2 separate regions of the Mus musculus genome follow, and region 1 is linked to region 2. A link is a contact called in public HiChIP or PLAC-seq data. All regions are on one chromosome and are shown on one strand. The core of a region is the stretch at or near the end of the contact, and the rest is flanking DNA. Distances in the headings are between cores, read along the strand shown.

Region 1 (4,391 bases), core at 920-3,419, 66 kb after region 2:
GGAGACTTCAGTGCCTCACAGAGAACTATAGACAACTAAGAAATAGTCTTCCCCAGGGAAGAGCACACCAATCGTATCCATCACCAAACGGTCAGTTCTGAAACCATACATACAAGTACCATTATTCAGTCTGAGAAGGTTGTATTCATGCATTTAAGTGTGTGTGTGCTTATGCACGTATGCATGTGTGGAACAACAACTAAAGGAAGAGAAGCCATAAGTTTGAAAGAGAGCAATGTGGGTTGGGAAGGTTTAGGAGGAGAAAGGTGAAGGGGGAAATGATATGTTATAATCTCAAAAAAACCCCACAATTATTAAAAATTCTTTTCCTATTTTATATCATTCTTGGAGAGTTACTTTTGTTTTAATGTTTAAACATGTGTGTGTGTGTGAGAGAGAGAGAGAATAAGAGAGAGAGAGAGTGTGTGTGTGTGTGTGTGTGAGAGAGAGAGAGAGAGACAGAGACAGAGACAGAGACCACATAAGGGTAGGGCACACCCCACAGTGCTTGTACAGAGGTCAAAGGACAGTTTGGGGAATGGATTGTCTCCTTCCATTACGTGACTATAGGGATAAAACTCAAGTTGCTAGGCTTAGTGACAAGTGTCTTTATAGTGGAGCCATCTTGGGCAGCCCTGTTTTGATTTTAGAGCCTGACTCTTGTAAGAGGGCCCTGGCTGGCCTGGAGCTCACACGGATCCTCCAGCTTCATCATCACAGGCAAATGCTACCATGCCCGGTTAGTGAAGATTTCTAAGGACCAGGCTGCACTAGGATTATAACTCCCAGAGCCAGGTTGTGAGGGGATCTGGCTTGATAATCCCCCAAGGAGTTCCACTACCCAAAGGGCCTGATGACACACTGGGTAGAGTTGGCTAGAATATATGTAGTTTTTTTCTCCTACCATCTCAATAATTCAGGAAAGCACCCCCTTAGAGAAGAACCCCCATAGAGATGTATTTTCTGTTTCATATGGTTCCAGAAAGGTATAGAGACTCTCTCTCTCTATGCCCTGTCTCCAGAGTCTTCCTTCCCAGTCTACACAGCCAGCAACACCTTCCATGACTACAGCGATATCTGAAATGCTCACCCACATTACAGAAGCGATTAGATAACAATCTCTTTGGTTGCAGAGCAGTCCTGGGGATGCATTTGAACACAGTGCCGCAGGCTCCTCTCTGAGACTTGGCACTGCAGCTTACTGATCACCTCTTAGGAAGCCCTGCGTCTGCAATTGGGTCACCTCAACCATTTTGTATTAACTCTTAGTTTGCTGTATATGGTGAACGTACCGACCGCAAAGCTGACTCCTTACCCTATGATATCTCACCAAATATATGCTCACTTCCCCATTTTGATTGACTTTAGGCGAATGGTAGAATGAAACTTTAAATACAGACCCAGGGTCCCCAACAAATGGTGTGAAATGACGGTGTTATAACAGGAAGGGTAAAATCATTCCAACACGGCAACCGTAAACCTCACCACCACGACATGCCCTCAGTGAGTTCAGATGACCCAGTCCTGCCCTTACCATTGGTGTCTTTCTGTAACTTCCTTCCTATTTACAGTCCCCAGGCAGAAAAACTTACAATGCAACACACAACAAAAACAAAGCAAACTCACCAGGAACCACCTCTCCGGGAGCTTGCTGATCCTGCTAAGACTTAGTGTGGTGAGACTTCTCTGATTGAATCTACACCCAATCAGTCACCAGCAATGAGAAGAAACTCAGACTTAGTCGGTCTGGGTACCAGGGATTTAAAACACTGCAGCTCACTCTCATGGGTAGCCAGGACTGCACCCCAAACCAAAACTTCCTCACATGAATCCACATTGGAACAACTACAATAATATATTTTGAAATCTCTTTCTTACCTCAGCCCAAAATGATTATGATGTGGTTTAAAAAAATTACTTGTTGCAGCAGGAACCCCACTGAAGGGAGAATGCTTGTCTGTCAAGCTGGCCACGGCCCATCTGGGGCTGAGAAAGTCAGTGTAGAAGCAAATTCAGGTACATTTTATCATTCTGGTTTCGGTTTGTCAGGCAACAAGGGGCAGATTTTACAGAAAAATAATTCTTAGAAAACCCCTGATTGGTTGGGGTAGTGTTTCTAGGAGGCTGATTGGACCAAGACTGTTTCCAGGCAGTGGATTGGTCGAGTGGCTGTTTCCAGGCTGTCTAGCCAGTGGATTGCATGGTCTCCAAGGGTTACTCAGACCACAGTGTGCTAACAGGTCTTTAAAGCTTGTGTTTTGGAATAGTAATTTCCCCTATTACAAAAGCGTATTGAAGAAAATGCCAGCACTCTAAGAACACCTCGCAGGGACACTGCCCATTTCTAAAGTGCATCTTCCCTAAGGGCTGCGAGTACTCTCTGATGCAGAAGCTTCCTAAAAGGATTTTTTATTCACAGCTCAAGGGAGTGGCTTGGGCTATTCCATAGAAAACTGGGGGGCTTTTAAAAAGGTAGCCATAGGCCACAGAGTATAGTTCAACTGGTGGCTTGTTTTCTAGCTTCTCTTTCTACTTCTTAAGTACGTAAAGCCATTCTTATTTGATATTGGAAGGAAAACTTGCAAGAAAAATGTAGATTGGGCATGTTAGTTCAAGACTAATCCCAGCACTTAGGAAGTGAAGACAGGAAGGTAAGAAATTCAAGTGTGGTCTCTGGTATGTAACAAAGCTTAGCCTGGGTGGCATGAAACCTTATCTCAACAAACACAAAGAAAACGGGGGCTCCAGGCTATCCTAGTGGGGACAGTGCTTGCTATGCAAGTGTGAGGACCTGGGATTTTAATCAGTGAAGAGATCAAATTCCCAACACTGATGTAGAGATAGTTTATTCAATTCTTAGTTTAGAAAAGCATCTCCCATGTTCAATATTAGCTACTAACCTCTTATATGAGGAAGCTGCAAGAGGGCGGGGAGATGGCTCAGCAGTTAAGAGCACTTGCTGCTCTTTCAGAGGTCCTGAGTTCAATTCTAAGCAGCCTCACGGTGAATCTCGACCATCTATAAAGGGATTTGATGCCCTCTTCTGGCATGCAGGTGTGCAAACACTCAGACATTTTAAAAAAAAAAAGTATCACTAGTTTGAGAGAGAGAGAGAGAGAGAGAGAGAGAGAGAGAGAGAGAGAGAGAGAGAGAGCGTGCTTCAGGACTGAGGCAGGAGGGTCAGGATTTCTAGGTCATCCTTAGCTATATAAAGGGCATTTGAAACCAACATGGCTTACCTACCTGAGACTCTGTCTTCAGAGAAATAAGTGAAATGCAGAATTTCAGGTCCACGCCAAACCTATTGAATTAGATTTTACATTTAATGACCTCGCCAGGTGATGTTGTGCCTTTCAAGTTTCAGGGGCAAAGTTAAAACCTTGGGCCCCGAAAGGTTAATTTTTTCCCCCTTAAAATCTAATATACATATAGAGTCCAAGCTAGCCTGATTCCAGGTCTTCCTGCTCGAGCCTCTGGAGTACTGAGCTTACAGGCACGCACTGCATTACCTGGCAGTCTTCAGCTAGGTGTGACAGATGGTAGAATGCTTGAGCTGTGTGGGTGATATGGTGATAGGACACTGTGGTTGTAGAGGCTGGAGCAGGAGATCCTCCTGGATCTATAGTAAGTCTAAGTAACTATATAGGCTTGGATGTAGGTCAGATGATAGCATGTTTGCCTTATAACGTACAGAGTTCTGGGTTTTGTTTGCCTCTGTCCCCAGAGGCGAACAAAATGAGATGTGATAGAAAGCGCCTATAATTCCAGCACTCAAGTAGAATAGGGACCATCAGGAGTTCACGTTCATCCTTGGGTACTCAGGGAGTTTGAGGCCACCCTGGGACACGTGAGACTCGGTCGCAAACAAACACAAAACTTGCAAACCAGAAATCAATGAATGAAAGAAGTCCTGGTTGAGAGTCAATAAATCTGTAGTTTTGTAAAGTTGTATGTGATGGCACACACCTATAATACCAACATTTGAGGGGGGAGGGGAGGAGGAGGAGCAGGAGCAGGAGGAGAAGCAGGAGGAGGAGGAGGAGGAGAAGGAGGAGGAGCAGGAGGAGCAGGAGCAGGAGCAGGAGGAGGAGAGCAGAAGCAGGAGCAGGAGCAGGAGGAGCAGGAGCAGGAGCAGGAGCAGGAGGAGCAGGAGCAGGAGGAGCAGGAGCAGGAGGAGCAGGAGCAGGAGCAGGAGCAGGAGCAGGAGCAGGAGGAGCAGGAGCAGGAGGAGCAGGAGGAGGAGCAGGAGCAGGAGCAGGAGCGAGTTCTAGGTCAGCCTGGGAGACAGAGCCAGACCCTTCTTTTCTCAACAGGAAAGAAAACATCTGAAACCCATAAGTGACAGAGCTGGGGTACGATGAAGCTGTCCTGGCAGATTGCAGTTTTTCATA
Region 2 (4,280 bases), core at 768-3,267:
AATACCATCAAATATAAGAATAAAGTAGTTACTCTGCTTTTGGTTATATGGGAAACCACATTTTTTTGTTAAAAGTCTAAGAAGTAATTCTGAGACTCCTTTAGATTATAATTCTTCCCTTCTGAAAACAAAGTTAGAATAAGCATGAAGTTATAGAGAGGCAAGTGCATGTGTTCTTAAATGAAACTGTCAAGTCTTGTGATAGAAATGACTTATAAAGGCAGATGTACTGGGTCAGGCTTTTTGAACTTGACTAACTTTAACAACCACCTGAAATATCTATAAAAAGTACAGACTCCCAGGTCACTAATCCAGACTTCCTGAACTAGGGTCTCCACGATCAAGAGGACTGAGAGTGGTCTTGTTTTGATTTTCTTTTCCTTTCAAAAGTGTTCATACCTGTGTATGAAGGTAGGTATGAGGTACAACCTGCAATTGTAGCACTTGGAAGTCTGAGGCAGATCTGTGAGTTCGATGCCAGCCTGGTCTACATAGCAAGATTTGGTTCCTCTAACCTACCATAACCACCCCACCCCCACCCCCAGAAAGAAATGTGGATAATTGTTATGAGAGACAGTTTTAGATAAGGGAAGTTTAGACAATATACTTCCATTTTAACTTTTTTTAACATTTATTTGTGTGTGCCTCTCGGTGTTGGTTTCTTTAAAAAGCACAGAAATATTATAAGAAGATGTTTTCATTTTAATCCCAGGTTTGGTATATAGGAATCCTTCAGACTGTCCGCAGCATCTGACTATGATTTGCCTCGTGCTCTAGCAGGGCATGATTTTTTTTTTTTTTTTTTACCAGCTGCTGATGGTTTCTGCAATTGTGTGACGTTTGGAATTCTGGGGACTTTTCAGCGGCTACATAAATCCTAGGGCACCGAGAAGTGTGGTGGGTTGTGGGCTGTTTGTTGTTGGTGGAGGTTTGTTAAGTAGTTGTGCACAAAGAAGAAACAAGAGTAAGAAGAAATTAGCCTGATAGTAAAGATAAAATTTGTCCCAAGGGACTGGATGTTTCTGATCAGCAGGAAGTAGTCCAATGACAATGTGGCCTCCTTTCTGATCCCTGACTTGATTCAGGGATCGCTTCTCTTTCTTCTCTCTTACCTAGTGTTAGTGGATTGAAAGGGTAGAAAAGGGGTGGAGAAGGGTGGAAGAGAACCCACCAAGTAGCCAAAGACCGGTTACAGCACCATATACCCTTACCCATTGAGATGAGCTCCTTCACTGACCCAACCATACACTTTATTTTGGACGTTTCAATTGGATCTCTGTAGACAAAATATTTATTCCAACCTTTTATATTTCTTTGCCTTATTTCTATAACATTCCAGGCCCGAGGACTTGCGCCGTGAGTTTGGCCGATATGGCCCCATAGTAGACGTTTATATCCCATTGGACTTCTACAGTCGCCGCCCCAGAGGATTTGCTTATGTTCAATATCCTTCATTTTATGTGTGCATGCAAATATACTGCATCCTGGGCTTATATATATGTACTCAGGAGTGAATGAGCTCAGCATTGTCTAATTAAATGTGTTTATTTCTTTATCTCAGAAAATAAATCTAAGACAGCCCACAGCAGCTGGTGAGCACCTCCCTAGTTTGAATCTACCTGTTAGCTAAATGTAAGCCTAGCAGTCCAAACAAAAGGTACCTAAGTTCAAGTAGCAAGGAGCAAAGAGGACGGGTAGGCACCATGTAAGACCTGGAAGAATGAAGCCTTTATCAAGCAGCAAACAAAGCAATCTTTGAGACCAGCTGTGTTTGCACAGAGTTCTGGAGACAAACCCAAGTCAGATTTTTATTGGTTCTACATCTCTTATAAAGTCCACTTTGCAAGTCCCAAAGGGTAAAGATCTCGGTTCAAAATGTTGTGTTGCTGAGGTCATTGCCAGTCTCCTTTTATGTGCATTTTTGACCTTCCTTGTTTGTTTATTTGCTACTGTAAGAAAACTAGTAAACAGGGCCCAGCATGGTGGCTCGTACCTTTAATCCCAATGTTTGGAAAGCAAAGTTCAATGACAGCACGGTCCACAGAAGGAGCTCCAGGCCAGCCAGAGCTACAAAATGAGACCCTGTCCGAGAGAGAGAGAGAGAGAGAGAGAGAGAGAGAGAGAGAGAGAGAGAGAGAGAGAGAGCTGGTAAACGGCCTCCGAAGTACAGCTATTTACATTTTCACACAGCTACTATCCACTATAGTAAGGCTTGCAGTCATGTGCTTTAGATTAGCAAGTTCAGTGGAGCATTTCAAATCAATATATGTGATTCCAGATGTTTGCACATTGTTTTTGAATGAAAAATGAGGTCATAACTGTTCCTAGGTGTGGCCGAGGACAAGTTTTGTTGTAGATAAGAGAGAGAAAACAGCTAGAGGCACCTGGAAGGGTCCAGATTGGACTGAGCCATGGCAGGAGGAGGATGGACCAGGAGCCAAGAGGCCAAGAGCACCAGGAGAGCATGGAGCCAAAATGGCTGGGTTATATAGGGAAGAGAAGCTGGGGCCAGGCAAGGGAAGTCCAGCACTGATTCGGGTAGGATGTTCCAGTGGTCAGCCAGGATGACTCTGCAGCACATACTCAAAACGCTGTGATTGGTGGCAGCCCCCACTTTGATATGCTAATAGGCACCCCACTTAGCCATTTGTCTCCGGTTTCTTTGAACCTCAACAGTTCGTTTTTTTTTCCTGTTACTTTATACTTACATCCCATGTAGTAACACATAGGGGATTGTTTAAAGCAGTAAGTTTAAAAGTGGACACCATCATTAAAGACCAAAGTAGTCTGCTGGCTTACCTTACTTTTCTTTTTTTCAATTTTTTTATTAGATATTTTCTTCATTTACATTTCAAATGCTATCCTGAAAGTACCCTATACCCTACTCCCGACGCCCACGCCCTGCTCCCCTACCTACACACTCCCACTTCTTGGCCCTGGCGGTCCCCTGTACTAAGTACCCAAGGAGCTTAAGGGGTCTGCAACCCTATAGGTGGAACAACAATATGAACTAACCAGTACCCCCGGAGCTCATGTCTCTAGGTGCATATGTAGCAGAAGATGGCCTAGTCGGCCATCACTGGGAAGAGAGGCCCCTTGGTCTTGCCTTACTTCTACTGCTGCAGTTTTGTTTAGGAGTCACTTCTCCTAAATTTCATAACTAAACTTTTAATGACAGAGACTTTTGCTTGCAGAATAAGAGCTTCTGCTTGCTGATCTGTCCACGGAGAACTTGATGGATCCTTACTCTGAAAAGCCCTAAAAGTTCATCCTATAATGCCGGCTAACTTGGGATTAATTGTTTCTTCTCATGCTTTAAATTATGCTGCTATATTGTGTCTACTGTTTATTTTATATTCATGTTTCTAATCAAAAGAGGGCATTTGTTTTCATAGTAAAATACAAAATCTTTTTTGGTCATTCATATTAAAGCCACAACTTGGTTTTCTTGCTGACTAAATTTCACATGTAAATAATATCCTAGAAGTGCTTTTATTTACCCTCTGATGTCCAAAGTGTCCTTAACCACTGGTCACGTTTGAAGATGTTCGGGATGCTGAAGACGCACTTTACAACCTCAACAGGAAGTGGGTATGTGGCCGGCAAATTGAAATACAGTTTGCACAAGGTGATCGCAAAAGTAAGTGCACATGACCATTAGAGCTTGCTTACTTAGCGGAATGAGCTTCGGCAGCAATAGCTTTGCTTTAGAGTTCTTCGGAAAGTGATACGGACGGAGTGGCAGCCCCCGTGGTTTTCAGGTAGTGAACTGTTAGAAGCCTTGTTCTTCATATTCCAGCACCAGGCCAAATGAAGTCAAAAGAACGCCACCTGTGCTCCCCGAGTGACCACAGGAGATCCAGAAGCCCCAGCCAGAGGAGATCGCGCAGCCGGAGTTCTTCATGGGGAAGAGACCGGAGGCACTCGGACAGCCTGAAAGAGTAAGTACCAAGAGGAACAGTGGGCAGCCTCATTTTCTGCTGTTTCCAGCGAGCATTTGAAAGAATTACGGGAGGTGGAGGAGCAGGTACTTGGCTGATTTTGTCTAAGATGTGTAAACTAACATCTGTAGAAAGTTATGTTCCTCTCTATCACATATTGTGTTACTGAACACTGGGGTTGAACTCAGGACTGGACATGTGCTAATGGACACTCTACTATATCCCTACTATATACCGCCCCCCCCCAAAAAAACCCTTTTTTTCTCTCTCTTTTCCTGCCTTCCCTTATCCCTCTTGTTCACTCCAGCCCCCCACTTGATCCGGGCCCGCTCGCTTCGG

What was found. HiChIP or PLAC-seq counts read pairs in DNA pulled down with a chosen protein or histone mark.
Region 1: a contact with region 2 is called in an H3K4me3 HiChIP or PLAC-seq map of craniofacial prominence, with 2.3 times the contacts expected there. The contact joins two enhancer-like sites. A contact is called at or near these places in 9 of 39 promoter capture datasets (the HPC-7 cell line, cranial neural crest, embryonic stem cells and 4 more), 4 of 15 datasets of contacts at CTCF or cohesin (CD8 T cells, embryonic stem cells and pro-B cells), 74 of 484 Hi-C or Micro-C datasets (the AML12 cell line, B cells, the Ba/F3 cell line and 40 more), 10 of 115 datasets of contacts at active chromatin or transcription factors (CD8 T cells, bone marrow-derived dendritic cells, craniofacial prominence and 4 more) and 2 of 9 other capture datasets (adipose tissue and liver).

Annotation. Positions count from the first base shown.
Region 1 is chr4:33,288,117-33,292,507 of GRCm38.p6, forward strand. No RefSeq gene overlaps it. Among named protein-coding and RNA genes, the nearest start is that of Rngtt, 20 kb to the right of the region's middle. Within about 2 kb of position 2,170, at least 183 of the 459 cell types and tissues checked have an H3K27ac peak or open chromatin away from gene starts, as enhancers often do. A contact at or near this core is called in craniofacial prominence and hepatocytes, where this site is marked.
Region 2 is chr4:33,222,229-33,226,508 of GRCm38.p6, forward strand. It overlaps Srsf12 (serine and arginine-rich splicing factor 12), which reads left to right. Exons shown (of 5, transcript NM_001372518.1): 2 at 1,340-1,444; 3 at 3,537-3,640; 4 at 3,800-3,941. Among named protein-coding and RNA genes, the nearest start is that of Srsf12, 15 kb to the left of the region's middle. Within about 2 kb of position 2,018, at least 14 of the 459 cell types and tissues checked have an H3K27ac peak or open chromatin away from gene starts, as enhancers often do. A contact at or near this core is called in craniofacial prominence and hepatocytes, where this site is marked.